Linked DNA regions of Mus musculus: regions 2 and 3 are each linked to region 1. A link is a contact called in public HiChIP or PLAC-seq data. All regions are on one chromosome and are shown on one strand. The core of a region is the stretch at or near the end of the contact, and the rest is flanking DNA. Distances in the headings are between cores, read along the strand shown. Region 1 has its middle 51 kb from the start of Runx3. Region 2 has its middle 5.3 kb from the start of Gm30701. Region 3 has its middle 18 kb from the start of Gm16225.

Region 1 (3,792 bases), core at 668-3,167:
CAATGCATATAAAATAAAAATAAATTATATTTAAAAAAAAAAAAGAAGTATCCTAATGCCTTGCAAAAGATGAAAATACGGCCAAGGTATATAACACAATTTCTTCAGGGTGTCTATCTAGAAAGCAAAACACAGCCCTCAAAGGAGTCAAATTTTTACTCCCTAACAAGGCTGCTGCCCGGAGCATCCTTCACAGAGACTCCCTATGAAGACTTGCCTGATTCACTGAGCAAGAAGGCAGAGCGGTTCTAGCCTCATGGTCCAGCCTGGCCTAGAGTGCAGCCACACCAGGCAGAGGGGAGGAAGATGGCGGCCTGACCGGCAGCGCACAGTTGTAGAGGGAGAATAGGGGACTGTGGACCTGGGGATTCTTCCTGGTGCCCTTGGGTCAGGAGCCCTGCAGAGCATCAACCTGGAATCCCGCAAGCTGTGCTACAGTGGAGAGGATGATTAACTGGCCTGGAGCCAAAACCTCCGCTCCCCACAGTCGGTGCCACGTGGCTTCTGCTGGGAGTCCAGCGCGCCGCAGCTGTGCCACGTGGCTTCTGCTGGGAGTCCAGCGCCGCAGCCGTCAGCTGTCATAGCAAGAACACTGACTGACTGGCAGCCCCTCCATGATTATGGTCGCCTTGCCCACAGTCCTCAGTAGCCTCTCTCTACTGCGATGCCACAGACTGGGCTGAAGAGCTGTCCCCGGTGGTGTCCCAAGTACCAGTCGAGTCCACCGTGCACCTGCAAGGCAAGTCCCTCAGTTTCCTCACCTAAGCACTTCTGGTCCTCCTGACCCAAACAGGTAGAGGGTTCTCGAAGCTTCAAATCTGTGGAAGAAACCACAGAACTGCACTGCAAAAATAAAAACGCTCCACAAGTTTGGGGATGCAGCTTCAGAAGACGGGGCCTGTCTAGCATATGTGAGACCCCACGTTTGATCCACAGCAACACACATGCATGTGCGCACACACACACAGAGAGAGAGAGAGAGAGAGAGAGAGAGAGAGAGAGAGAGAGAATTAAAACAAGCAAAACTAAAGAAAAACACATACCACAAAGAGAACACTAGAACCAGGGCTGGTGACATACATCAAGCTACTTGTCACACTTGTCAAAGCCTGAAGACTCCAGTTTGGTCACTGGAACTTATAGAAGAAGAAGAAGAAGAAGAAGAAGAAGAAGAAGAAGAAGAAGAAGAAGAAGAAGAAGAAGAAGAAGAAAAGACTCCCAAAAGTTGTCTCCTGACTGCCACACGTGTGCTGGAGTGTGTGCTCGCACACGCAATACTGATAAGAATTAAAAAAAAAAAAAAAACAAACTCTCTCAAGTCATTAACTTAGAAAGAACACAAGAAAGTTAGTCGAAAACAAGATGCCAGTGGATAAGATACTAGCCAAGAAACAATGGAAAGTTAAAAAAAAAATGGCTGGGCCTGTGGACATTGCTCAGCCGCAGGAGCGTGGTTTCCATTGAAGCTGAGAGCAATGGAATGGAGCAAGACACACCCCCACCCCCACCCCCACCCCACCCCCATAGTACCTATCAAAAGCCTTAAAACAGCTCCATTTTGTTCACATTTTTCCTCTCTTTGTCTGTCTTTCTTTTTTATTTTTGTCTGTTTGTTTATTGGGGGTTTTGGGTTGTTTGTTTGTTTGTTTGTTTGTTTGTTTGTTTTGAGACTGTTTCTCTGTGCTCACACTCAGAGATCTGCCTGCCTCTGCCTGCTGGGATTAAAGGTGGTTCACATTTCTTAATCTGTTTCCTAAGGCTATGCTGGTGGAACACTCCCCGCCCCAGCCAATGCCCCCCCCCCCACATACTCTCACACTTTCATTTCCCATTTCTGCATATTTCCTCTGCACTCCATACACGGAGTACAGCCCCAGATGCGTGCTCAACGACATCACCCTCCGGCTGTGACTAAATGTGTCACCATGAGAGCTGGAAACAACCGAGCCCTGCTCATCGTGGGACAGGCGAGCAGGGAGGGGATCTGACCAAAATCTAGAGTTCCAGATGACGCGGAGATACTTGCAACATAGTCGACTAGTGACAGAGAATAAAGCCCTGCCGCCCTCACAGGAAAAGAAACCCCTAGTCAACAGGCTGGAGACACACCGCAGTAGGCTGTCCCCGAGGGCCAGTCGCAACTCAGGGTGGGGGGTAGGGGTGAGGGTGGGGGTGGGGCTGCTGCCAAGCCTCTTGCTTCCGGTGCTTTCCAAACATTCTCAGTGAGCAGAAAGACTTTCGTCATCGCCTAAGCAATAAAAATAAAATAAAACAAAACAAATAAAACAAAACAGCGGTACTCTTTCTTCTTCACCCTTTGTCTTTTTCTCTCTGCAAAGTTCCTTCATGGGTCAGTTGAGGTTGGTTGGGTAAATGTCTGTGAGGGTGTCCGTAGCGGCGCGTTCGTGAATCAGCCTCAAGCCTGGCTTGCACTGCCTGCCTGTCTCTATTTACATTGCTCTCCCTTGCTATTCCCGATGCTTGTGGAAGACAGAAAAACCCAATGTCTCTGTTTAGTCACATCTAGCCACGACACTGATACTGGGAAAGCATCAGGCTGCCCCATACAGATGTGTTTTAACCTGAAATGGACACTGGGTGTCAAGGATTGCCTGTGGCCTGGCGCCTGGCGAGTGGCATTGTGCTACCCCAGAGCTGGAGAGACCCGTAAAATCTGGCAGGAGAGGATAAAGATACAGGTGTGGCCCCATAGCTACGGCCCCCATCCACCCACCCCACCCCCATCCTGCCCCCATTGAGCCTCGAGGGTTTGTACCAGATCAGCACTAACCCCCTGCAGTCCCTCTCTGGCAAGGAACTCCGGCCTTGGCCATCCTTGTCACACAGACGCTGGAGACAATCCAGCTTCCTGCTGTCATGATTGATTTCTACTTGACATCAGATAAGGAAAAGCAGGTGTAGAATGTCAAGTTCAAATGTGACGGCAGAGCCCTGCTGGATTTTCCCTTCAAAAACCAACTGCCAGTGGCAGTGGCAAAACTGATCCCGGGCTGGGAACTTGGGATGGTCTGTGTTTACAGTTATTCACATTTCCCGATCAAAACTGCAAAACAGGTGACCTCGAGGTTCCTGCAGGGACCCCTGAGTCCCAGAAGGATCTGTAGGAATAGGGAGCAGGTTTGGTTTGGTTTGGTTTGTTTGTTTGTTTGTTTGTTTTTTAACTTTTAAAGAGGAGGCAAAACATTTTTCTGTTAGCATACAGATGTGGTGTGAGGTCATGGGGTGTGTGTGTTCTCATCTGTACGAGTGGGCATATGTAGGCTGTAGGCGTGTCTGTGACGTCCCAAGGTTGATAGATCTGCCTCCATTGTCCTCCATCTTGTTCATAAAAGTAGGCTCTGTCAATTAAACCCTGGGCTTAACGATGGAGGGCTAGTGTCATCTAGCCAGCTTACCCAGAGACCTCAGTCTTCACCTCCCCAGGGTTGCCATGTCTACCCAGATCCATTTGTTAGCACTTTATCCACTGTGTCATCTCCCCAGCCTGGGGCAAAATTGTTTGGATGCTTTGAAGGAGTTTCTGCCCAACAGAGGCTGACCTCCCAATTCGGGCTTTTTTTTTTTTTTTTTTTTTTTTTTTTTGGTTTTTGGTTTTTGGTTTTTGTTTTTTGGTTTCTTTGAGACAGGGTTTCTCTGTATAGCCCTGGCTGTCCTGGAACTCACTCTGTAGACCAGGCTGTCCTGGAACTCAGAAATCCGCCTGCCTCTGCCTCCCAAGTGCTGGGATTAAAGGCATGAGCCACCACTGCCCAGCATTGACCTCCCAATTCT
Region 2 (3,708 bases), core at 288-2,787, 89 kb after region 1:
AATGTAAGGCGGACCAATAAGTTCATGTTGTCAGCAAAGAGTCCTTCATCACGTGTCCTTTCATGTGCTTGCCTTAGCTGAACATCCTGTCTCCTGTGTCTGCTTCAGCGAAACGTTCCTCCCCGAGTCTGCCTTAGCCTTTCACACCTGTGTCCACTTTAACGAAATGTTCCTTCACGTGTTTGCCCCAGCAAACCACCATCCAATCGACTTTCCAAAGAACCCTTAAGTTTCCACTTGAGTGTCTGCACACATACCTGACATGGTACCCCTGAGGAGGCCAAAAGGAGCCTGTTCTTCCTTCCACCATGTGAGTTTTGGGGGGTGGAACCCAGGTCATACAGGTTGGCAGCAAGTGTCTTTACCTGCTAAGCCATCTTGCCAGCTTTCCATCTTATTTTCTGAGAGAAAAGCTCTCCCTGCACCTAGAGCTCACAGATTGGCTAAGCTGGCCAGCCAATGAGCTCCAGGGACTCACCTGTCCGTGCTGTGCCCACCATCAGGCTGACTTTTTATGTGTGCGCTGGGGATTCGAACTCAGGTCCTAGTGCTTGCCCACTGAGCCACCTCCCCAGCCCCCAGAGGGCTATCAACAATGAATTTTCTTGTTTTTTTCTTGAGGACAAGTTCATGGGAAAGTAAAATCTGTTCTTGAGGCCAAGCTGCCACACCAGTCACAGCTGACATTCTTGAGCTGAGCCTCTACAGCCCCCTCCTGCTGGCCTGGTATCTGAAACAATGAGCGATTCTGAGCCACTATCTCCAGCGTCTTAGATTTGCCTACACATCTCTCTTACTTCTTCTCAGCTCTCAGAGACAAACTGGGGCGTTCTTTCCTTGTGTACCGGATGTGTCCCCGCCTGGTGTGAGCAACTAAGTACTCTCTCCTTCCTACTGCCAAGGTGGGGACCTGAGTCCCCCTGGAGCCACCCGGATTTGAAGCTCAGCTCCACCCAATGTGTAGCTGAGAAAAATCACCTAACCTTCCTGTCTCTATGGGGAATAACAGTTTTCCCAAGTAGATAAAGCTGTCACAGGACTTATTCAGCCATGTTCCCTGTTGTTACCCTCTCCCCTCTCACATGGAGGTGACAGCAAGGATGATAGAACTCAGGAATTTTTGCGTAGCAGTACAGGTACTCTATCTTTGGGCTACACCCCTTAGCATATAAACTGAAGTTCTCTCGAGTCTTGTTTTAAGACAGCTCACGGGGATATCTCAGGCTAGCTTTAAATTCACCTGAAAATGAAGACGTCATTGAATTTCTGATCCTCCTGTACACACCCCTGTCATATGAGGTGCTAGAGATTGAACCCAGGGCTTCTAGGCAAGCACGCTTCTAGCTGAGCCACGCCCCAGCTTCAATTCTGGCTCTGAGGCTGGCGTCAACTTCTAGACTCCCCGCTGCCTTGGCGTTTGAAGCCCATAGACCTTTGCTCATGCTGTCCCCTCTGACCCTGTTCCCATACTCCCCCTGCCGCTCCACGCTCCGTGTCTTTCTCAGGTTTCAGGTTTCAGGCCTCCAGGGATCTCTGGCAAACACACCTCCACCCTCAGTCCAAATAAACCACTTCCTCCGGGGATCCACAGCACAGAGTGCAGGGCAGCTCCTTGCCGCTTAAGTTGTTTGTGTAACTCGAGGTTCTTCCCACCCTAGCTCCAGCCCACAAGGGTCACTAGCTCTCAAAGCTCCATCCACAGGCCCCTTGGGGCTTCCCAACAAACTCCCCCTCCCTCCAGCCCTCTATGGGGAAGTGGGGTGGGCTCACTCCTACCCATCTTTGGGCTCCAGAGGTTTCAGGCACTGTCATTGGTCCAGGGTAGACCACATGACTGAGCTCACCCAATCATAAGCGGCTGGTGTAGAGACTGATTTTTCTCCTCCCCTCCCCTCCCCTCCTTTTTCTTCTTCTTCTTTTTTGTATTTTAGGTTTTTGTTCTTTACTTTTTTTTTTCAAGACAGAGTTTCTCTGCGTAGCCATGGCTGTCCTGGAATTGACTCTGAAACTCAGAGATCCTCCTGCCTCTGCCCACATGGCCAATCTGTTACTTTTTGGTTTGGTTTGGTATTGATGCAGACTCTCACTCTGTACTACAGGCCGTCCTGAAGTTTGCTCTAATGGCCGCAGACTCTCAAACATCCTCCTGTCTCACAGCCTTCCCAAATGCAGAGATTGCAGGTTTGAGCTAACAAACCCTGCTTAGTCTCTCTCTCTCTCTCTCTCTCTCTCTCTCTCTCTCTCTCTCTCTCTCTCTCTCTCTTTTGCAAGCTCCAGGACACTTTGTCTCCAAGATGTTGATGGCAGCCACCAATATCCACTACTCTTGGATCAAAGCTCAGAGCAGGAGACATAAGGTTCCTCGGGCTTCGATTGAGACACTGTGTCCATCAATCCCCACACGCGGCATCTCCTTGAGACTGTTCCCTGCTCTCCACTGTCACCCGCAGCAGTCAGAGTAGTTTTCTAGGCACCTTGACTCAAGGAAACCGGAATGGACGGCTCTGGTGCTAAAAGGAATCTCAGGACTAGCTAATATGAAGCAAAGAGATTTTAATGAGATATTTGAAGCCTGAGGGTTGGGAGAAAGAGAGACACTCAGAGGATGGGAGACACACCGGAGACCAAGAGTCTGGGACTTTCAAGGAAGAATAAGACAGAGCAAGCGAGGGCCCAGGCACCTCATGGGGGGGGTATCCCAGCCCCTGGTGTTTTTCAATGGTCATGTGTAGGATGTTGTAGGGTTTTGGTTGCTAAGAAACCTAGGTGAGGTCACTGGGTGGTTCCCAAGGCAGCATCTGACAGGATTAAGATTGATGAGGTAGAAACCAACCCATAGGGATACAGGAAGGTAGGCTATCTTTAACTGTAAACAGCTTCAAGTTCTGTTTGGAGAGTTTCAGGAAATATCTACGGGAAGGAAAGATGCCCACCCAAGGTCATATGGGTTCAAACTTTAAACCTGAGTCATTATTATTGGCACATAAAGGACTATTTTTACATTTGCAGGATGTGTTAACTGTATCAGAACCTCCAGAGCCAGAGTTAGAGGCAGTTGTAGGCTCTCTGAAGTGAGTGCTAGGAACCAAATTCAGGTCCTCTTTGAGAGCAGTAAACACTCTTAGCCACTGAGCCATCTCTCTAGCCTCTCTTCCTTCCTTTCTTTCTTTCTCTCTTTCTTTCTTTCTTTCTTCCTTCCTTCCTCCTTTTTTTTTAAGATTTATTTATTGTCATATGTGAGTACACTGTAGCTGTCTTCAGACACACCAGAAGGAGGTGTCAGATCTCATTACAGATGGCTGTGAACCACCATGTGGTTGCTGGGATTTGAGCTCAGGACCTCTGGAAGAGCAGTTGGTGCTCTTAACTACTGAGCCGGCTCTCCAAGCCCAGGTCCTTCTTTTTTATTACCTCTTATATAACTACTTAATCTTCTGGTTTGTTGAAGCAGTTAAGTCAGACAACCCTTGCCTGACTTAATGCCTGTCAAAGTGGCTACCCTTGAAAACTCCAGCACCACACTCATCACAAGGCCGTTCTCGACGTAGCAGCTCTGAGAGAAAAGGTATCCTGGCAGTCGGGAGCCAAGAAATACTACCAAGTCACACCACACAACAAACCTCACACAAGAGGTTTATGGGGAAAGACACCTGAGGGTGCCCACCGCGGCTCTGAGAGAAGCAACAAACAACTAAGCAAGAGGCAGGC
Region 3 (3,677 bases), core at 822-3,321, 100 kb before region 1:
TCTTGCAGCCCATCTTGCCAGCTGAACATTGACTGAGAATATCTCTGCTCCATCAGGGACTGAGCTTCTGAGAATCGAAGGGCATTTCCTCCTGGCTCCATGTGTCCCAGCCCAGTCTGCAAGACTCTGTCCCATCAATGTCATATTGGGAGAGAAACGGCTGTTTCCCACAAACTCACAGCCTAGATCAATAGAAGCCACCCCTCCCCTCGCTAGGTCAGACAGGCTGAAGAGCTGGGGCTGTTGATGTGTACCAACCCTGGCCTTCCAATCCTAACTCCTCTGTCATCTGCCTCCCTGGTTAGAGGAGGGAGTCCAGGAGACACACGCTCACCAGCTCTGAAAATGAAGAGGTGTGTGTGTGTGTGTGTGTGTGTGTGTGTGTTGCCCTGGGTGGATAGAGCTTGAGGCAGCAGAAAGCCTCTACTCAGAACTAGAGGAACCAGCTCAGAGAGGAGAAGACATGACCTACACAGGGCACATGAGAGTTGACGTGAGACGGGAACCCCTTTCTCTCTCCTGAGAACCAGAATCAACCAGGAGGTGGACACGGCAAGCCAGGACTCACCACCCTCGAGACCCTGTCTGAGAGGGATAGGCATGTACCCTGTTCAGCAGGGCAGTATTGTAAGTAGCACAAAGGATCCCCCAACACAGCAGGATTCATTGTGAAGTTTTTGCCTCAGTTTTCCAATCTGTAAAATGGCTCTAGAAGCAAAATTGTTTCAGGAGGAAGGAACATAGTCCCTCAATACTGGTCATGTGGAAAGCATCTGCTTCTGTGTGGCAGGCTCCCCAAGGTCGCTGTGTGGGGGAGGGGTGGTGTGGGCAGAGATGGCCGGTCCCAGAACCAGGGCCAGGAGACAGACTTCTTATTTTATGTCTGTAGTAGGTGGGAGTCGTGCTGGCTAGGGGTGACATTGGGCAGGCAGAAGACCTGAATGTGGCAGTTGATGGAGCCAAAGTGCTAATTCCACTGTGTCACATGCCCAGCTGGAAGAGCCAATCTCTGTCAGTGGCCAGGGCTCAGGAAGCCTTGAGTGGCAAGCCTGGGTTAGGTGCGTGGAGGTGTGGCCAGGTCCACCAGATCTGGGGATAGAGTGGACCTGTGGGTGGGGTGCCTATCCCAACAGGTGGCTTCAGAGATGCTTGAGAAGTGTCCCTCCATCTAGAAACTATGGGTGATAGTGACAGTTGTCCTGTCATGCTGGGTCTGTTCTAGCCCAAGTCACAAATGCAGACGTGGGTGACACTAGGGCCTTGGAGGATGAAGCCTCCAGGAAAACATACTGTGGATTGTCCCCATCAAAGGCACACCACAAGTTAATAACAAAACCGCATGTTCTGGTGTGCAACTGTCATGAGCTGTCAAATTAATGATAAGACCTCTAGCTGCCATTAATTAAGTGCCACAGGCCACGACGTGTGGTTCTGAGCACTTGACTTATACTAATCCATGGGCTCATGCCTCTACTTTACAGATTGGGAAACTGAGGCACAAATAGCTTAGGTAAGTTGCTGAAGCCCCCTTCGGCTAACACTTGAAAATTTCCCTCCAGAGAGCCTCAGTGAGTCACCGGCCACTAAGTACCCAAACAGACGTCAGCTAGTGTCCATACCAGACTGGTCACTAATGTCACCTTGCCACTTCCAGCCTGCCGGACATCCTGTGGGGTGTGCCATTTACATGAAGCTCCGCCGGCCGGCAAGACCCCAAAGTCTACATTCTCGTTTCCATTTCAGAGATAAGGAACCTGAGGCTCCCAGAGACGGAGCCAGGGATTCTTGGGTCACACCCATTCCAGAAAGAGACCACAGAAGCCAGGACTGGGTAGGGTCAGGGTGGCCTGTGGCAAAGGTCTCAATAAATGGGGCGCAACTGTGGTGTGTGGGGGAACATTCTGTGCCTGGCCAGAAAACCTGTCCCCAGGGAGGGCAGGGGCAGCCTGAGCTTCCCAGGGTTGTCCTGCCCGAGGCTCAATTCCAGGTGACTGTGGCCTCAGTTCCTTCAGGACCACAGCCTGGCCCTTGTTTTGCTCAGAAAGCCCACACATCATCTCACACCGGAAGCTTCACCCTGGCCGGCTCACGTCCTGTTCTCTGAAGAGGGAGGGGGGAAACCTGTAGAGTCTGTCTGTGTGAGTTGTTTTTCAACCAGCTGTCTTTGAAAAGCTTCCTAAGGCAGAGGGAATATTCTAGAGGGAAGAGGCCTGTGAGGTGAAGGTGGAGGGAAGATGGAGATATACTAAGCACAGCTCTGGGACAAGAGAAAGCCCTGGGGACTGGCCCCAAAGTCATTTGGATCCACATTCTAGAACCTGCGACATCAGCCTGCCATTCACTCACTTTCCCGAGCTAGGCTGGGAGACAAACTTAAATGGGGAGTCTGGGTCCCCAATGCCAGTTACAACCAGCTGTGATAAAGTGTCTTCTAGAGTCTGCAGACCTAACTGTGGTAGTTTGTACACAGTTTTGGTGAGAATATTTACACCACAGAAATTAGTAGACATTGCAACTCATCTCTTTCTTTCTCTCTCTCTCCCTCCTCCTCTCTCTCTCTCTCTCTCTCTCTCTCTCTCCTCTCTCTTTGTCTCCCCCTCCTCTCTCTCCCTCCTCTCTCTCTCTCTCCCCCCATCTCTGTCTTTCTCTGTCTCCCCCCTCCCCTCTGTCTCTGTCTCTCTGTCTCTGTCTCTCTCATTTCTCTTAATAGCTGTGTGATCTTAACCCTGTTACTTTACCTCTCTGTGCCTGTTTTCTTACCTCTATGTTATTAGACAAATACTTATCCAGCTGTTGGAAAAATAAACTCAGAGTATGTCTGAGGCACCTGTACAAACAGGCACTCCACGAATGTTCCCTCCTTCCCTAGAGAACCCCGAAGTCTGTCTCCCTATGCCTGGTGCTTGAGAAGGAGCCTTGTCCTTGTCCCCTGCTGGTGTTTCAGGTGGGGGAGGTCACAGGTGTGTTTCAGAGGCCTTTAGCCCTTTTTATTCATAGTCCCTAAGTCCTCAAGCCAGAGAAAGGTTGGGGACAAGGGATGGAAGAGAGTGGGGGAGCTGGGTGTATTTCCTGGAATCAGAGCAGCAGAGGGTGAGGCAGGTGTGAAAGCAAATCTCATCTGGGCATCAGCATGAGACTCGGGAGACGCTTCCGGGGTGGGTAGCACATGAGCTGGGTAGACTGGGGGAGCCGGGCTGTCCCCTAGAGCAAGGACACACAGCTAGTAAGAGATAGGGCTAGACACGGGCTCCAAGCAGTGGGATGCAGAGAGTATGAGCCCTGGTTTGCAGTGTCAAGTCAGCCAGTTTCCACTTTGTAAATGTCCCTCCTCCTCCTCCTCCTCCTCCTCCTCCTCCTCCTCCTCCTCCTCCTCCTCCTCCTCCATCTTCTTCGATGTCTTTATTCAGCATCTCCTCACTCTCCAGTATCTCCCACCATCTGTGTAGGTGGACCCAGAACAACAACAGGTCCCTCCCTGTCCCGGAGCTCACAGGCAGGTGTATATGCCCACAGAAACCTGGTCCCCTTCCCACAGGATGGTGGGAGGAAGGGCTTGCTGGAAGAGCTGGTAGAAGTGAAAGCCCTGGGGTTGGAGTGAGCAGGGCCGAGAGAGGGGCCCTGGAAGGTTAGGCTGGAAAGCAAAGTCAGAAGTGCTTGAGACAGGGCTGGGCTGCTCT

What was found. HiChIP or PLAC-seq counts read pairs in DNA pulled down with a chosen protein or histone mark.
Region 2: a contact with region 1 is called in an HNF4G HiChIP or PLAC-seq map of pancreatic cancer cells. The contact joins two enhancer-like sites. A contact is called at or near these places in 14 of 39 promoter capture datasets (the C10 cell line, the HPC-7 cell line, cranial neural crest and 9 more), 3 of 484 Hi-C or Micro-C datasets (bone marrow-derived macrophages, embryonic stem cells and neurons), 12 of 115 datasets of contacts at active chromatin or transcription factors (bone marrow-derived macrophages, craniofacial prominence, embryonic basal ganglia and 5 more) and 1 of 9 other capture datasets (embryonic stem cells).
Region 3: a CTCF HiChIP or PLAC-seq map of CD8 T cells shows a contact between it and region 1, with 6 read pairs. The contact joins two enhancer-like sites. A contact is called at or near these places in 3 of 15 datasets of contacts at CTCF or cohesin (CD8 T cells, the NIH/3T3 cell line and large pre-B cells), 3 of 484 Hi-C or Micro-C datasets (bone marrow-derived macrophages, embryonic stem cells and natural killer cells), 4 of 115 datasets of contacts at active chromatin or transcription factors (CD8 T cells, bone marrow-derived macrophages, embryonic stem cells and 1 more) and 3 of 9 other capture datasets (adipose tissue, liver and pancreatic islet).

What each region holds. Positions count from the first base shown.
Region 1 is chr4:135,201,479-135,205,270 of GRCm38.p6, forward strand. No RefSeq gene overlaps it. Among named protein-coding and RNA genes, the nearest start is that of Runx3, 51 kb to the left of the region's middle. Within about 2 kb of position 1,918, at least 161 of the 459 cell types and tissues checked have an H3K27ac peak or open chromatin away from gene starts, as enhancers often do. A contact at or near this core is called in CD8 T cells, the HPC-7 cell line, pancreatic cancer cells and 1 more, where this site is marked.
Region 2 is chr4:135,291,209-135,294,916 of GRCm38.p6, forward strand. No RefSeq gene overlaps it. Among named protein-coding and RNA genes, the nearest start is that of Gm30701, 5.3 kb to the right of the region's middle. Within about 2 kb of position 1,538, at least 152 of the 459 cell types and tissues checked have an H3K27ac peak or open chromatin away from gene starts, as enhancers often do. A contact at or near this core is called in the HPC-7 cell line and pancreatic cancer cells, where this site is marked.
Region 3 is chr4:135,100,875-135,104,551 of GRCm38.p6, forward strand. No RefSeq gene overlaps it. Among named protein-coding and RNA genes, the nearest start is that of Gm16225, 18 kb to the right of the region's middle. Within about 2 kb of position 2,072, at least 25 of the 459 cell types and tissues checked have an H3K27ac peak or open chromatin away from gene starts, as enhancers often do. A contact at or near this core is called in CD8 T cells and regulatory T cells, where this site is marked.